3 separate regions of the Callithrix jacchus genome follow, and all the other regions are linked to region 2. Evidence: chromatin contacts called from public Hi-C data. All regions are on one chromosome and are shown on one strand. Each heading gives the region's core, a stretch centred on a gene start, on an enhancer-like site or on the middle of the called end of the contact. The rest is flanking DNA. Distances are from core to core; before and after follow the strand shown. Region 1 overlaps TCEANC2 (transcription elongation factor A N-terminal and central domain containing 2). Region 2 has its middle 49 kb from the start of ACOT11. Region 3 overlaps TCEANC2 (transcription elongation factor A N-terminal and central domain containing 2).

Region 1 (4,214 bases), core at 212-2,711, 400 kb after region 2:
CAAAACTCTAGGGACACTGATGCAAATGGAAACACTGAAAGAAAACTCCCATTTGAGGTATATAAGAAAAGGCACTAAATTCTGATTTAAAACAGATGGCAGAACCCATAGAGACAGTCCAATAAAATAAAGGGACATATGGCTGGGGTCCAGGGCACAATGGCAGTCTGCTAACCAGGAAGGGACACTGCCCCAGGAGACCTGGATTCTCATTACATCTCTGGTGCTAACTCACTAGGTGGCCCTGGATAAGTCACTTCATCTCTCTAGGTCTCAGTTTCCTTGTTTATAAACTGAAGTAGGTAAATGGATTTAAAAGGGTTATTATACTGACATTTACAGAGCTCATAGAAATATATTAGAAAAATTGTTAAGATCCCAGCACAAATGGACAAAGAACATGAACAGTTTACAAAAAGAAGAACAAAGTGCCAAAAAATCGCATGGAAGACAATTCATTCTATGCAGCACATGAAAACAAGATGCTATTTTTACTTCCTACATTTGTAAGATTTAAGAAAATGGTAGGAATGTAAATTGGAACAACCTTTCTAAAAATCTAAGATTCAAAAATGGATCAGAACAGGAGATGCATATCCAAGAGGTATCTGAATTAAGGCTTCAGCTAAGTTGGAGACATGGACAAGCTCTCTGGCTAAATGCTTCAAAGCAGCAGCAAAAGACTATGGGCTGAACTTTAAGGAAAAGCACCCTGTTAGGGGAGAGAGGATGATGACTGAAGAAACAAACAGGAAAGAAACAAGGACATAGAAGGCCAGAAGAGCCATGGAGAAAACTTGTTCAACTTTGTCATTTTCACTCATTTGAGGACTCTATCCTGAGCTCCTGCTATATGCCACTAATGCTTGAAATACACTGGTAAATAAAATGTAACTTCTGCTGGCATGGAGTTACTGCCTAACAAATAAAAAAAAAAAGAAGTAAATAATTAAATAGGTGATTACAAACTGAGATAAGGGCTATGAAGGTAACAAACAGTTTAAAAATAGATACAGAACTGGCAACCAGTTCAGTGTCATTTATGTCAACAGAAAGGGAGTGATCCATGGTCTCAAATTCACAGTCTGGAAAGATGAGAACTAAGACAAGACCACTGGATTTGGATTGAATGAAGTTACTTGTGTCCTGAGAGAGTAGTGGTTGTGGGAGAAGCCAGCTTGGAACGGTTTTCCCAAAGGAGTGGGCAGGCCAGAAATGGGAGTTGCGAGAAGACAACATTTTTAAAGGAATCTGGCTATAAATAGAAGAGAAATTAGGTGTTTGGAAAAGGTGGCAAAGACAGTTAAAAGGGAAGATTTGTGCTTCTCTGAAAGCAGAAAGAGGGAGCCAGGGGAGAAGATAAAGGTGGCAACACAGCGAGAGGCATCGGGACATCCCCATTTTGCCTCACTCCTATGGTCAGTCCTTGCTAAATCCAGCCCATTATCCCTGATAAGGTTTCTCTAAGGAGCTATTTCACATCTCCATTCTCTCAGTCCTCCTCCATTCCCTCAGCCTTTACCCTCCAAGCCTTCATTGTGTCTCAGCTCAATGTTTATGGCCATAACTCATCCTCACGGCTCACTTTCTCACCTCCTTCAAGTTTCTGCTCAAATCTCTCTCAATCAGGCCCACTCCCCTCAACACCATCCACATTCCCCATCCCCCTTAACTTTCTTGACTTTTTCTCTTGCATAGCACTTATCATCTTCTAACATAACTAAACAAGTTATTTATTATGTTTCTTCTTTATTGCCTGTCTCCTCACTAGAATGTAAGCTTCAGAAGGATAGGGATTTTTGTCTTGTTTTGATCACAGGCATCTAGAACACTGCCTGGCACATGAATGAATATCTGAATGACCTCCTATCTGATCTCCTGATTTCTAACTGATCTTTACTAACACCCATTTCCTATGCATTTTTCTCATAGTCACCAGAAATGCTCATCATGTCTTCCTATAGTTAACATTAAATGGTTCCAGTAGCAGCTGTTTCTAAAGCTCATAGGTTGCTAATAAGATACCCATCTTCACTGCAGCACTATTCACAATAGCAAAGACAAGGAATCAATTAAAATGCCCACCAATGTCAGACTGGATAAAGAAAATGTGGTACAGATACACCATGGAATACTATGCAGGCATAAAAAAAGAACAGGGTCATGTCCTTTGCAGGAACATAGATGGAGCTGGAGGCCATTATCCTTAGCAAACGAATGCAGGAACAGAAAACCAAATACTGCATGTTTTACTTATAAGTGGGAGCTAAATGATGAGAACTTATGAACACAAAAAAGGGAATAGACACTGAGGTCTACTTGAGTGTGGCGGGTAGGAGAAGGGTAAGGAGCAGAAAACATAATTATTGGGTACTAGGTTCAATATCTGGGTAACGAAATAATATGTACAACAAACCCCCATGACACAGAGAGTTTACCTATATAACAAACCTTCACATGTACCCCCAAACCTAAAATGAAAGTTAAAAAAAAAAAAATAGGCCCTTCCTCTCCTTTCTCCGGACTAAAAGTCTGACTCCAGCGCCACTTGAGGCCTGTTTGCAGAACCAGCACAAACCAGCACCATGCCCACGACAGTGGGGTACTGGGACCTCCGCAGGCTGGCCCACACCATCCGCCTGCTCCTGGAATACATAGACTCAAGCTACAAGGAAAAGACCTATATGATGGGGGACGCTCCTGACTATGACAGAAGCCAGTGGCTGAAGGACAAATTCAAGCTAAGCCTGGACTTTCCTAATCTGCCCTACTTGATTGATGGGGCTCACAAGATCACCTAGAGCAACGCCATCCTGCGCTACATTGCCCGCAAGCACAACCTGTGTGGGGAGACAGAAGAGAAGAAGATTCGTGTGGACATTTTGGAGAACCAGACCACGGACACCCGGATGCAGCTGGTCATGATCTGCTACGACCCAGAACTTGAGAAACTGAAGGCAAAGAAAGTACTTGGAGGAACTCCCTGAAAAGTTAAAGGTCTACTCACAGTTTCTGGGGAAGCGGCCATGGTTTGCAGGAGATAAGATCACCTTTGTGGATTTCCTCGCCTATGACGTCCTTAACCACAACCGTATATTTGAGCCCTGCTGCCTGGATGCCTTCCCAATCCTGAAGGACTTCATCTCCTGATTTGAGGGTTTGAAGAAGATCTCTACCTACATGAAGTCCAGCAGATTCGTCCCAGGTCCTTTGTTTGGAAAGTCAGCTACATGGAACAGCAAATAAGGCCCCGGGTTGCCAGAAGATGGGAGGGAGGAGCCGACCCTGCTGCCTGGGCAGAATGCTGGAGAACAGCCTGACTCCCTGGACGAGACTTCTTCCTTTTTCCTTCTTTCCGCTATCTTCTCTTCCCCAAGGTTTCACTGTCTTGCTTTCTTCTAACATGAGCCCTCCTCGCATTGAGGCTCTTTAAAGCTTCAGCTCCCCACTCTCCTCCACCAAAGTTCCCCTCCTAACATCTCCCTTTTCCTGCCCTAACGCCAACCTGACGGCCTTTCCTCAGTGCTTGTCTCTTCTTTGAGAAGCCAGACTGATCCCTGAGCTCCCCAGCACTGTCCTTAAAGACCGTCTACATACCCTGATCCCTTTGCTGAGTCTCTATACCCAGTCTTGTGTGATGCCCAATAAAGCCTTAACCGTGCCTGAAAAAATAATAAAAAATAAATAAAATTCTCATAAGATAAAATTTGCTATTAAAATACGTTATCCCCCTCCACCCACCATGGAAAGTATTCCTTGGGGAACCCTGCATAAAATAAAATTAAAGTTTCTTTCTTTCTTTCTTTTTTTTTTTAATTGGAGACAAGGTTTTATTCTGTCCCTCAAGCTAAAGTGCAGTGGTGTGAACTCCACCTTCCGGGTTCTCCTGCCTCAGCCTCCCGAGTAGCTGGGGACTACAGACACAGCACAACACCCAGCTAATTTTTATATTTTTATTAGAGATGAGGTTTCACCATGTTGGCCAAGCTGGTCTTGAATTTCTGACCTCAAGTGATCTGCCTGCCTCAGCTTCCCAAAGTGCTGGGATTAGAGGCATGAGCCACTGTGTCCGGCCAAACAGGTTTCCTTATTGTAGGATTTCATCTAGCCTATTAGACGAGATGGTATACTGAAAACCTCTAAGAGAGAGGAAATAGTAATGTAACATATTCCAAGCTTATTTGAACCCGGGACACTTTCTTCAAATAACATCT
Region 2 (4,469 bases), core at 834-3,333:
CCGCCACCAGCCTGGAGCAGCCACCTCCACCCGGGTATGGCAGGGATGACCATAGAATACCATGGGGCCCCAGAGCAGAAGGCCGGCCTGCTAATTGACCCTAAGGTTCAGGTCCCCCAAGTCCCCACGGTCTAGAGGGCTGAACTAAAAGATAGGCTCACTGAGCAAGTTGAGACCTCTCTAATTTCTCATTTGTAAAATGAGAGTGGTGATGCCTGACAGCAAGCCATGGGTGTCAGAGGAATCAAAGAGGACTTTGTGAGCCCGAAAAAGCCACAGGGCCGCAGATGACAACTGGGAGGACAGGTTCAAACCCCATATCCCTGAGCAAATCATTCCCTTCTCTGAGCCTCAGTTTCTCCAACTGCACCATGAGGGGACTCAGTCATGATCTTAAAAGTTTCCATCCATCACCAAGAGCCTATGGAAAACTGTCTTCCAAAGTTTTAAATTCTAGAGCAAAAATACAAACCCTACTACCATATCTCCCCAGCTCCCAGAACTGGCACTTGAAGGCCTCTGGCCTGTCACTGGTCGGCCAGGGGATCATAGTAGCCCTGCCCGGGTACTCCCCGGATCCGCTGGCCGGTGAAACGTGCGGGCCAAAGTGCCTGGTCCCAGGGCTAGACCCAAACAAACCTCCAGACCCCTCGCCAGCCCCAGCTGCAAACCTCCGGCGGCGGCCCCTAGGGGGCAGTGTTGCCCCGAGCTTGGGCCCTAGCAGTCACTGCCCCCGTCCGGCCCAGCGCCGGGAGAATATTTGAGTTCTGGGAATGTTGGACACCCCCGCCCCCGCACACACGCCGCCCCCCGCGGCCGGCCCCAGCCCGGGGGCTCCCGCGCTGCGCGTCGCCGGCTCGGTGCGGACTCGCTGCTGGCTCCCCACCTCTCCCAGCCGAATGCACTTCTGGGGACAGGGTTTTGTTTGGGGTTGTTTTATTTTTTGGCCGGGGGTGGGAGCAGGCATTCGGCTCGGGCTGCCGGCGCGGACTAGGATGTCTGAGCTCGGAGACCCGTGAGAGAAATTCGAGGGGCGAGGGGGCTTGTTTTTCCAGTAACCTGTCAGCTGCTTTCCCCGTCTCCCCTTCATCCCTCTGCTGCCACCCCTCCCCGATGTTTGATGGGCATCCACACCGCACCACCTACCAAAGATCAATCTCTGGGGATCCCCCAACCCCGCCAGGAAGCGCCCCGGGGTAGGGGGTGCTGCAGTGGATGATGTTTTCACCCCACCATCAGCCTCGCTACCCCAGCTCAAATCCAGGCCAGGGGCCAGGAGACAGTAACGATCTGAAGGGTAGCGTTTGGGGGGGTGACTCCTGCTGCGAATTTCCCCCATCCCCGACCGTGAGCCGTAAAGTCAGGGTTTGGAGCCTAGACGGTAAAGGGGAAACGGAGGAAAACCCCATTCAAGTTTGGTCCAACGGTTTCATGGGGAGTGGGGCAAGTAGGAAGAATTTTAAAGACCCGAACCCACAAAGCAGACTTTAAAAAATTATAATTGAAAACATCTCGAAGTCAGGGCCGCCAGAAGCGAGACCGCTCCCCGCCCCCCGCCCCAGCCCCCTCTCCCGCTCCCCGGAGTCCGATGAAGTCATGATAAGTAGGCTGCAAAAAAAAAAAAGTGGGGGGTGGGCTGGAGGGGTGGGGGCACAGGGGTCCCAGGCTGGGGCCCCGCGCGGACAGTTTGGATACTATGGTTACGCGATCCGACCCAAACAGCGAAGGTGGACAACAATAGCGGCCGCCAGAGGAGGAAATTCCTTCCGGGGTGGACGGCGCGGGGGGAGGGGCGCCTGGCTGGAACGCCGAGGCTGCGGCTCGGCCAATCAGCGCGCGGCCGCCGGCGGTTTCAAGGTGCCCCGCGCTGCGCGCCCCCACCCCCCCGCGCGCTCCGCTCGGGCGCTGGAATTGCTGAGACGTTTCCCTGCACGCGCCCGGGTAACCCTGCGGAGGCTGCTGCCCCGGCCGACGCCGCCCTCCCTGCGCCGCCCCCCGCGCCGAGCCCACCGCCCGGGGAAGGCCGAGAGTGGCGCTGCAGGAGTTGCTTGCCCTCGAGGGAGGTGGGGGGAAAAATCCCTACAAACCACCCCTCTCTGTGTGTTTGGTTCCTGCACAAGCCTGTTTTCTATTTTAAAGCATGTCTCAAGAAAAAAAAATGAGAGGAAGAGGGAGAGAGACGAGGACAGAGAAGGTCCACTGACAGCTCTAGAAGCCTGGCAGGACCTGACCCTGCCTCCCGGTCTCCGAGGCTGTTATATAATAAGTTGGGTTATTGATACTGGCGATCTTGCCCGGGCATCCGGGATGCAGAGGTCCAAGGACAAAGCTGCCATCTAGAACCCCCTGGCCACCACCAAGTTCATGTGACCTGGTTTGCAATGGGCTAATCGAAACCAGGGGCTCCCCTTCGCTGGCATCTGGGTTATGTATGTGGTGCCCAGTGGGGCGACTGTAGCCGCTTCTCCCTCACCTGCCAGGGATTCTGTGCCCCAAGTCCCCCTCCTTTGGAAGCCCCGGACTAGCTCTCAAGCCGCTTTCCAGGCGCCCAAACCCTCCACCGCGCCTCCTCTCTCTCCTGCTCTCCTGCCAACTAACCAACGCCGGCATGCTGGGCACTGCGAGCGCCACATCGATCCGGTTCCTTTTTTAAGCCCCTGAACCAGGTTTCTGTTTTTCTGATGCCTTCTGGGCACAGGGCACCACTTGGATGAGGAATACATGTCGTTTATTCACTGCATATTAAGAGACACTTCTCTGGAAGGATCTAATGTTCAAAAAGTATTTTGCCTCTTCACTCTTTCTCCCTCTCTTCATATATAATGGGGATAGCCCTAATTCTCCCGTTCCTCGTGTGTCTCTTTATAAATAAATAATGCGATTTTATTAATTATGCACGTACAGTGTCTCCAAGCAGATTGCTGTGTCTCTTGATGCTTAATATTAAAAAAAAAAAAAAAAAAGGAAAAAACCCTCTACACGTAAAGCTGTTTTTCCCCTACTGCAAGCAAACAAAAACTTCAAGGGGACCTATGTCCTCAAAAGGGGGAAAGGAAGATTGAAACTGGGGAGAGCATGGGCGGGGGAATCTAAAGGCGTTCCTGTGCAGGTTTTCAAGGCAGCTGAAGGTGGATTTCAAGTCGCCTGCTTCATGCTTGTGATTGAGCTGCGGGTCTGAAAACATACCAAGGTTCACTTGGGTATTTGTGCGCTAGGAGGGATGGGCAGCTGCTAATGGTAAACAGGAAACCAGTGAGAAGAAAGCTGGCGGCAGCCCAGTCCCTCTCTCAACTCCATGCCCCTCCTCAGAGCCCCTGAACCCCGGAGCTCTCGAAACACACTTGGTTTCTGTGCATTTGTGCATCGACAATCTCCTGAATGCCCAGCATAATTCCTGGCATATAGTAAGGGCTCAACAAATATTTGCACATTGAATGAATGGAGCGCGGAAAACATAAACGGGTTGGGACTGGGCTAGGTCTTGGGACCCTGGGTCTAGAAGGGGCAGAAGTTGGGGCTTTATCCATCAGACAGTTGCAGAACAGGCTGGGGGGCGGGGTTCCTGAAGCTTTCTGACCAAGGAAGGGACAGAACAGAGCTGAGCGTTAAAAAGCTAAGAGGGGCCATGCAGGGTAGCTCACGCCTGTAATCCCACCACTTTGGGAGGCTGAGGCGGGCGGATCACCTGAGGTTGGGAATTTGAGACCAGCCTGTCAAACATGGAGAAACCCCATCTCTACTAAAAATATAAAATTATCCTGCGAGGCCGGGCGCGGTGGCTCATGCCTATAATCCCAGCACTTTGGGAGGCCGAGGCAGGTGGATCGCGAGGTGAAGAGATCGAGGACATCCTGGTCAACAAGGTGAAACCCTGTCTCTACTAAAAATACAAAAATTAGCTGGCATGGTGGTGCATGCCTGTAGTCCCAGCTACTCAGGAGGCTGAGGCAGGAGAATTGCTTGAACCCAGAAGGCGGAGGTTACTGTGAGCCGAGATTGTGCCATTGCACTCCAGTGTGGGTAACAACAGTGAAACTCCATTTCAAAAAAAAAAAATTATCCAGCGTGGTGGCGCATGCCTGTTAACCCAGTTATTCGGGAGGCTTAGGCAGGAGAAACACTTGAACCCTCAGGCAGAGGTTGCAGTGAGTCAAGATTGCACCATTGCCCTCCTGCCTGGGTGGGCAACAAGAGCGGAACTCAGTCTAAATAAATAAATAAATAAAAAGCTAAGAGGGCACAGAGAGGTGCAGTAATACAAGCAACATTAAGCAGAGTCAGTGTGGCCAGAGAGGAATGGACACAGTCAGAGATGGGGAGGTGGGGTGGGGTGGGGCTCTTCAGTCTCTTTAGTACATGCATATGAGGGAGTGGGAGGGGGTCAGAGGTGAGCTCTGATTTGAAACACTGTGGTTGCTGGGCTGGGTGGGTCACCCCTGTAATCCCAGCAGTTAGGGAGGCCAAGGTGG
Region 3 (4,764 bases), core at 25-2,524, 360 kb after region 2:
GTGAAGTCATATACTCACGTATAGAAAAATAAGCTCCCTCGGTGGCACTCAGGGTCCACGTTAGACTTCACACTGGGCCCATTTTCACTAGTGGGAGCTTTGTATGTGTCTTCCTGTGTCTAGCCTCAGTTTCCTTGTGTGTGACAGGAGAGGCAGCTAAATGGCCCCTTGCCCTCGGAGGTCCCAGGTTTGACAGGGCCTGTGGCTCTCCCTCGGGGCCACTTGGTAAATCTGGGCAGGTTTCTGCCCCAGTCTAGCCTAGAAGCAGATCTGTAATTGAGCCTGCAGGGTCACTGTGACAGGCACAGCCCATAAATCTCAGCTGAGGGAGCAGCCCAGGGAGATAAATTGTGCTGCAGCTGAGTCTTCCCTTGCACTCTGGGAACAGCCTGTCTCTGGGGTTAACCTGAAGAGAATGGGGAGCTGCCAAAACCATTCCCCATGGATGAGACACGCAGTGGGGTGGGGGCATGAGGACCCAGTCCATGTCTGGTGAGGAAGAAGTGGTTGCAGAATGGTGTTTGCTCTTTAGAGCTCATGAACACAAGTGCAGGATGCTTTCAACAAAACAGTGGCTTGATCAGAATGAATGCAATATCATGGGATATTTATCTGCCTCTCTTCTCCCCTGGGGACTGAAGCCAGAGACCACATGTAGGTCAGCTGGCTGTGCCCAGCACAGGGATAGGCAAATACAAATCACAGAAAATAATAAGAGGTAGCCTATATTGAATGAGCACTTATTCTATGCCAGGCTCTGTGCCCATCATTCTATGTGTATTATTTATTCTTTGCAACAATCCCAGGAGAAGCCTTCATGATACAACTGAGAAAATAGCACAGAGATGTTGACAAAATTGTCCAGAATCACTCATCTAGTAAGTGGTTGAGCCAGGCTTTAATCTCAAGCAGTTTAGCTCCAAAGCTTGGGGTCTGATCCACTCTGTGAAATGATCAGTACAGTAATGATGACAACAACAAGGAAAGCTCATTGTGTCACATACCTGTCAAAGGGAGCGTAGGAGGGATTAATCAAGGTTGGTCAGGAGACCACAGGCAGCCTGGCACAGGGAATATCACGTGCAAAGACAAGGGGTTGAGAAGTCATTGCGTGTTTGGGGAATGATGACACAGTTGGTAAGGCTGAGGTGTAGAAAGGGCGCTGAGAGATGAATCTGGGGAGGGAGGTGGGGGCCAGATCACTGCAAGCCTCAAGAGTTAAGCTCAGGGCCACGAGTTCTAGCCAGTGGGCCAGGGCAGCCACTGCAGGTGTTAAGCAGGGCAGTGATAAAGCCAGGTGTGAGGACCACACCACCTCTCACCAGATCTGTGACCTTGGGCAAGTCACTTCTTCTTCTGGAGCCTCAGTTTCCTGATCTGTCAACTGGGAGTGATTGTCACCTGCATATCACTGTTGAGATTGCTTGGGTTCAGAGAGAAGAGGTGGCCTGACCAAGAATTCTCAACTGATAAGCTGTAATCCACAAAGGGGGTGCAGGTAAGTCAGACTCCACTCTGTACTTTGTAGGACTGGGAGTCAAGGAACCTGGGCTCTCTCTTTGCAGCCTTTGCCCCGGGGCAGTCATGACCAGAGAGAAGGCAGTGTGGGGCACCAGGATAGGGAATCTATGGAACCTCCTGCCTCATAGGGCTTGGACAGGGGCTAACAAAACAGGATGAAAAGGATTTTGTAAACTGTAAAAGATTTTATAAATGCAGCTTGGTGGGTGGAATGGAAGGAAGTGAACAGATAGCAGGTGTGAGTTAAGCCAGCTTATTTCACATAGAGGCCACTAGGTTTATTCCAACTTTCCTTTATTGTTATTAAAATTATATTTGCATGGGGTTTTGCTAATTACCATTTGGCTTTCATTACCTCTCTTGAGGATCTCCAAACCTTTTGATTAAATAGAATTAATCCCATTTCCCAAATGAAGACATTGAGGCTTGGAGAGGGACAGGACTGCCCCAGCCATGCAGAGGGCAGAGCTGAGGCCTAGCCTGGTGTCAGACTGCAGAGCTGTGCACCGCCTCCCCTGCTTCCCATGACCTTCTTTATACTGAGCAGCTTGTCTGAGTTAACGCCTGCAAATGACCAACCAAGGGTGTAAAGGAGCAAGGAGGCAGGAAACAGCAAGAATGGATGACTGGGAGGATTCAGGATTGTAGTATTTGCAGCTTTGACTATTTGTCAATAACCTAGATGGTCTGTGACAGCTTGTAATTGGTCAGTTTGCTGAGATCCAAATTTGAATTCTTCAAGATCAGTGTAGGCAGACAAAGCCCATTTGTGAGAGAGTCCAGCTGGCTGCCCAGCACACACTTCTCAGCTCAAATTTCTGGTTCTCTCCTCTTTGTGGGAGGCAGGGTGACCCTCAACACATGGGCTTCAGTCAACCCATCTGGGACGAACTCCTAGCTCTGCCCTGAAGTGGTGTGACCTTGGGAAAGTGACTTCCTGTCTCAGAACCTCAGTTTCCTAATATGTAATTCCAGAATAATACTTCAAAGGGCTGTTGAGGATCATTCATGGACTCTGCTGGATAAAAGGAACTGGTCACCGTGTGGCCTGTGGGAAGGGGAGGAGGGCACGGGAGTGCAGAGGAGGCAGGGAGACCTACTTTGCTCTCTTCACCATTTCGTAATGTCTTTTCTTTTTAAATTAAATCACATGTACGGAATTCCTTTATTCACATAAATTATTGAAATTTCAAACATTGAGATAATGCGTGAAAAGCACTGCGCATAGTCTTGCACTTAATAAATACTCCATAAATGTCAGCTTTTATGGTTATTATATGCATGACTACACTTTGTTGTTGTTTGACACAGGGTCTCTGTCACGCAGGCTGGAGTGTAGCAGCGCCATGCTAGCTCACTGCAGCCACAACCTCCTGGCTCAAGTGATCCTCCCACCTCAGCCACCCTAGTAGCTGGGACTACAGGTGCACGCCACCATGCCTGGCTAATTTTTTAATATATTTTTGTAGAGTTGGGGTTTCGCCATGTTGCCCCAGCTCGAGAGTTCTGCCCATCTGCCCATCTTGGCCTCCTGAAGTGCTGGGAATACAGGTGTGAGCCACTGAGCCTGACCCACAGTGATTTTTAAGAACCCTGTTTCTTTGTGGAAAATGACTCCTTCCAAAAGTTAAATGCTCCTTAATGGAGCTGAAGAGAAAGTGAAGAGATTAAGGCAAGTGATACTTCTTAGCCAGAAAACAGGAGTTTCCTTGACTTGATCTTTGACTTGGTTCCTCATGGATCCAGTCAAAGCTAAAACCAGGGCACTGGGGAGCATGGCAGCCTTGCCAGAGAGGAAGGCTGGCCCGCCCTGGGGCGCCCATCCAATCACTCCCACAGACTGAAACTGGAAACTGTCTGTGGCCTACGGGCTGAGTCATTTAACCTCGCTGAGCCATCAGCTTTTCATTTGCCAAACGAGGATGGTGATACTGTCTGCCTTGCAGGGTTGTTGTGAGGGTTACATGGGAGAGCTGTGTGATAGCCACCATCATCCCTTCTTCGTCTTCATCATCATAGCATTCAGGCCTCACCCAGGACAGCGGGGCCAGTAAAAAGCGTTCTGCCTGGGGCAGGAAGTGTGGACTTAGGAGTTGGACAGGCCACTCTGGAGGTCAGTGAGGAGAGGGGACTGAGAAGGTCCCACTCGCGTTGCCCTTCCTGAGTACTACCCTTAGCCATCAACTGGACTGACCCAGCATAAGTTTGGCCCAGGATTGTGGCTGAGAAACAAAATCTGAATGTAACTAACAGAGCTTTACCTTATCCACTTGCCTGGGATGGTACTTATGCTAATCCTATTCTGAGCAAAAGCAACTCAGACTAATAAAAGCTGCGCCTCAGCTCTGGGCTCCACACCATCTGTCGGTCCACACGCTTGGGATTAGCTTTTCCCATGGAGCCCAGACTGTCCGCTCGGCTGCGTGGAGTAACAGAGGCCAGCCTGGAGGTATGAGGGGTGACATTCATTCATCAGCACATATGCATGGAGCCCCGCTCAGGGCCAAGCCCTGTGCCAGGCACTGGAGGTCCAGTGAAGGAGAGACGGACAAGGTCACTGCTCCCAGAAGAGTGAATTCTGGTGGGAGAGGCAAAAAAATTAGCAAGGGAGTGAAGAAGTGCATACGGTAACTTCTGAAGGTTTTAAGTCCTATGAAGAAAAAAAAGCACTGATATGTCAGAGAGTGACTTGGGGGTGTGGACCTGATTAGAGTGGGTGGCCAGGGTAGGCCTCTCTGGGGAGTAAGAACTGAAGGACAAGGAGTCACCTCAGGGCAATCAGGACATGCAGGGCAGAGGGAAGAGCATGTAGATGCCCCAAGGAAGGGCTACAGTTTGAGGAACAGAAGACCTGGAGCCAGGGGTAGGACAAAGATGGAGATGGTGCCAGAAGCCAGGACGTGTGGGACCTTGTAGGCCACTGTAAGGACTTTTGTTTTATTCTTAAGTGATCAGGGCCATTGGAAGGTTATCTTTTTTCTTTTGATTTTTTTTTTTTTTTTTTTTTGAGACAAGGTTAGTTCTGTCGCCCAGGCTAGAGTGCAGTGGTGCGATTACAGCTCACTGTAGCTTCAACTTCCCAGACTCAGGCAGTTCTCCCACGTCAGCCTCCCAAGTAGCTGAGACCACAGGTGCACGCCACCACATCTGGCTATTTTCTTTCTTTTGTAAAGAGATAAAGGGATCTCATCATGTTGCCTAGACTGGTCTCAAACTACTAGGCTCAAGTGATCCTCCCATCTT

What was found. A called contact is a pair of places that touch in the nucleus more often than the background predicts.
Region 1: a contact with region 2 is called in a Hi-C map of skeletal muscle, with 12 times the contacts expected there. The contact joins two enhancer-like sites. A contact is called at or near these places in 2 of 3 Hi-C or Micro-C datasets (both in skeletal muscle).
Region 3: a contact with region 2 is called in a Hi-C map of skeletal muscle, with 2.9 times the contacts expected there. The contact joins two enhancer-like sites. A contact is called at or near these places in 2 of 3 Hi-C or Micro-C datasets (both in skeletal muscle).

What each region holds. Positions count from the first base shown.
Region 1 is chr7:91,269,623-91,273,836 of calJac240_pri, reverse strand. All of the region lies in intron 3 of TCEANC2 (transcription elongation factor A N-terminal and central domain containing 2), which reads right to left. It also overlaps the pseudogene LOC100390757. Among named protein-coding and RNA genes, the nearest start is that of TCEANC2, 24 kb to the right of the region's middle. Within about 2 kb of position 1,461, at least 3 of the 16 cell types and tissues checked have an H3K27ac peak or open chromatin away from gene starts, as enhancers often do. A contact at or near this core is called in skeletal muscle, where this site is marked.
Region 2 is chr7:91,673,560-91,678,028 of calJac240_pri, reverse strand. No RefSeq gene overlaps it. Among named protein-coding and RNA genes, the nearest start is that of ACOT11, 49 kb to the left of the region's middle. Within about 2 kb of position 2,083, at least 14 of the 16 cell types and tissues checked have an H3K27ac peak or open chromatin away from gene starts, as enhancers often do. A contact at or near this core is called in skeletal muscle, where this site is marked.
Region 3 is chr7:91,308,726-91,313,489 of calJac240_pri, reverse strand. TCEANC2 (transcription elongation factor A N-terminal and central domain containing 2) reads right to left here. Exons shown (of 5, transcript XM_035251578.3): 5 at 4,489-4,764. Among named protein-coding and RNA genes, the nearest start is that of CDCP2, 42 kb to the left of the region's middle. Within about 2 kb of position 1,274, at least 1 of the 16 cell types and tissues checked has an H3K27ac peak or open chromatin away from gene starts, as enhancers often do. A contact at or near this core is called in skeletal muscle, where this site is marked.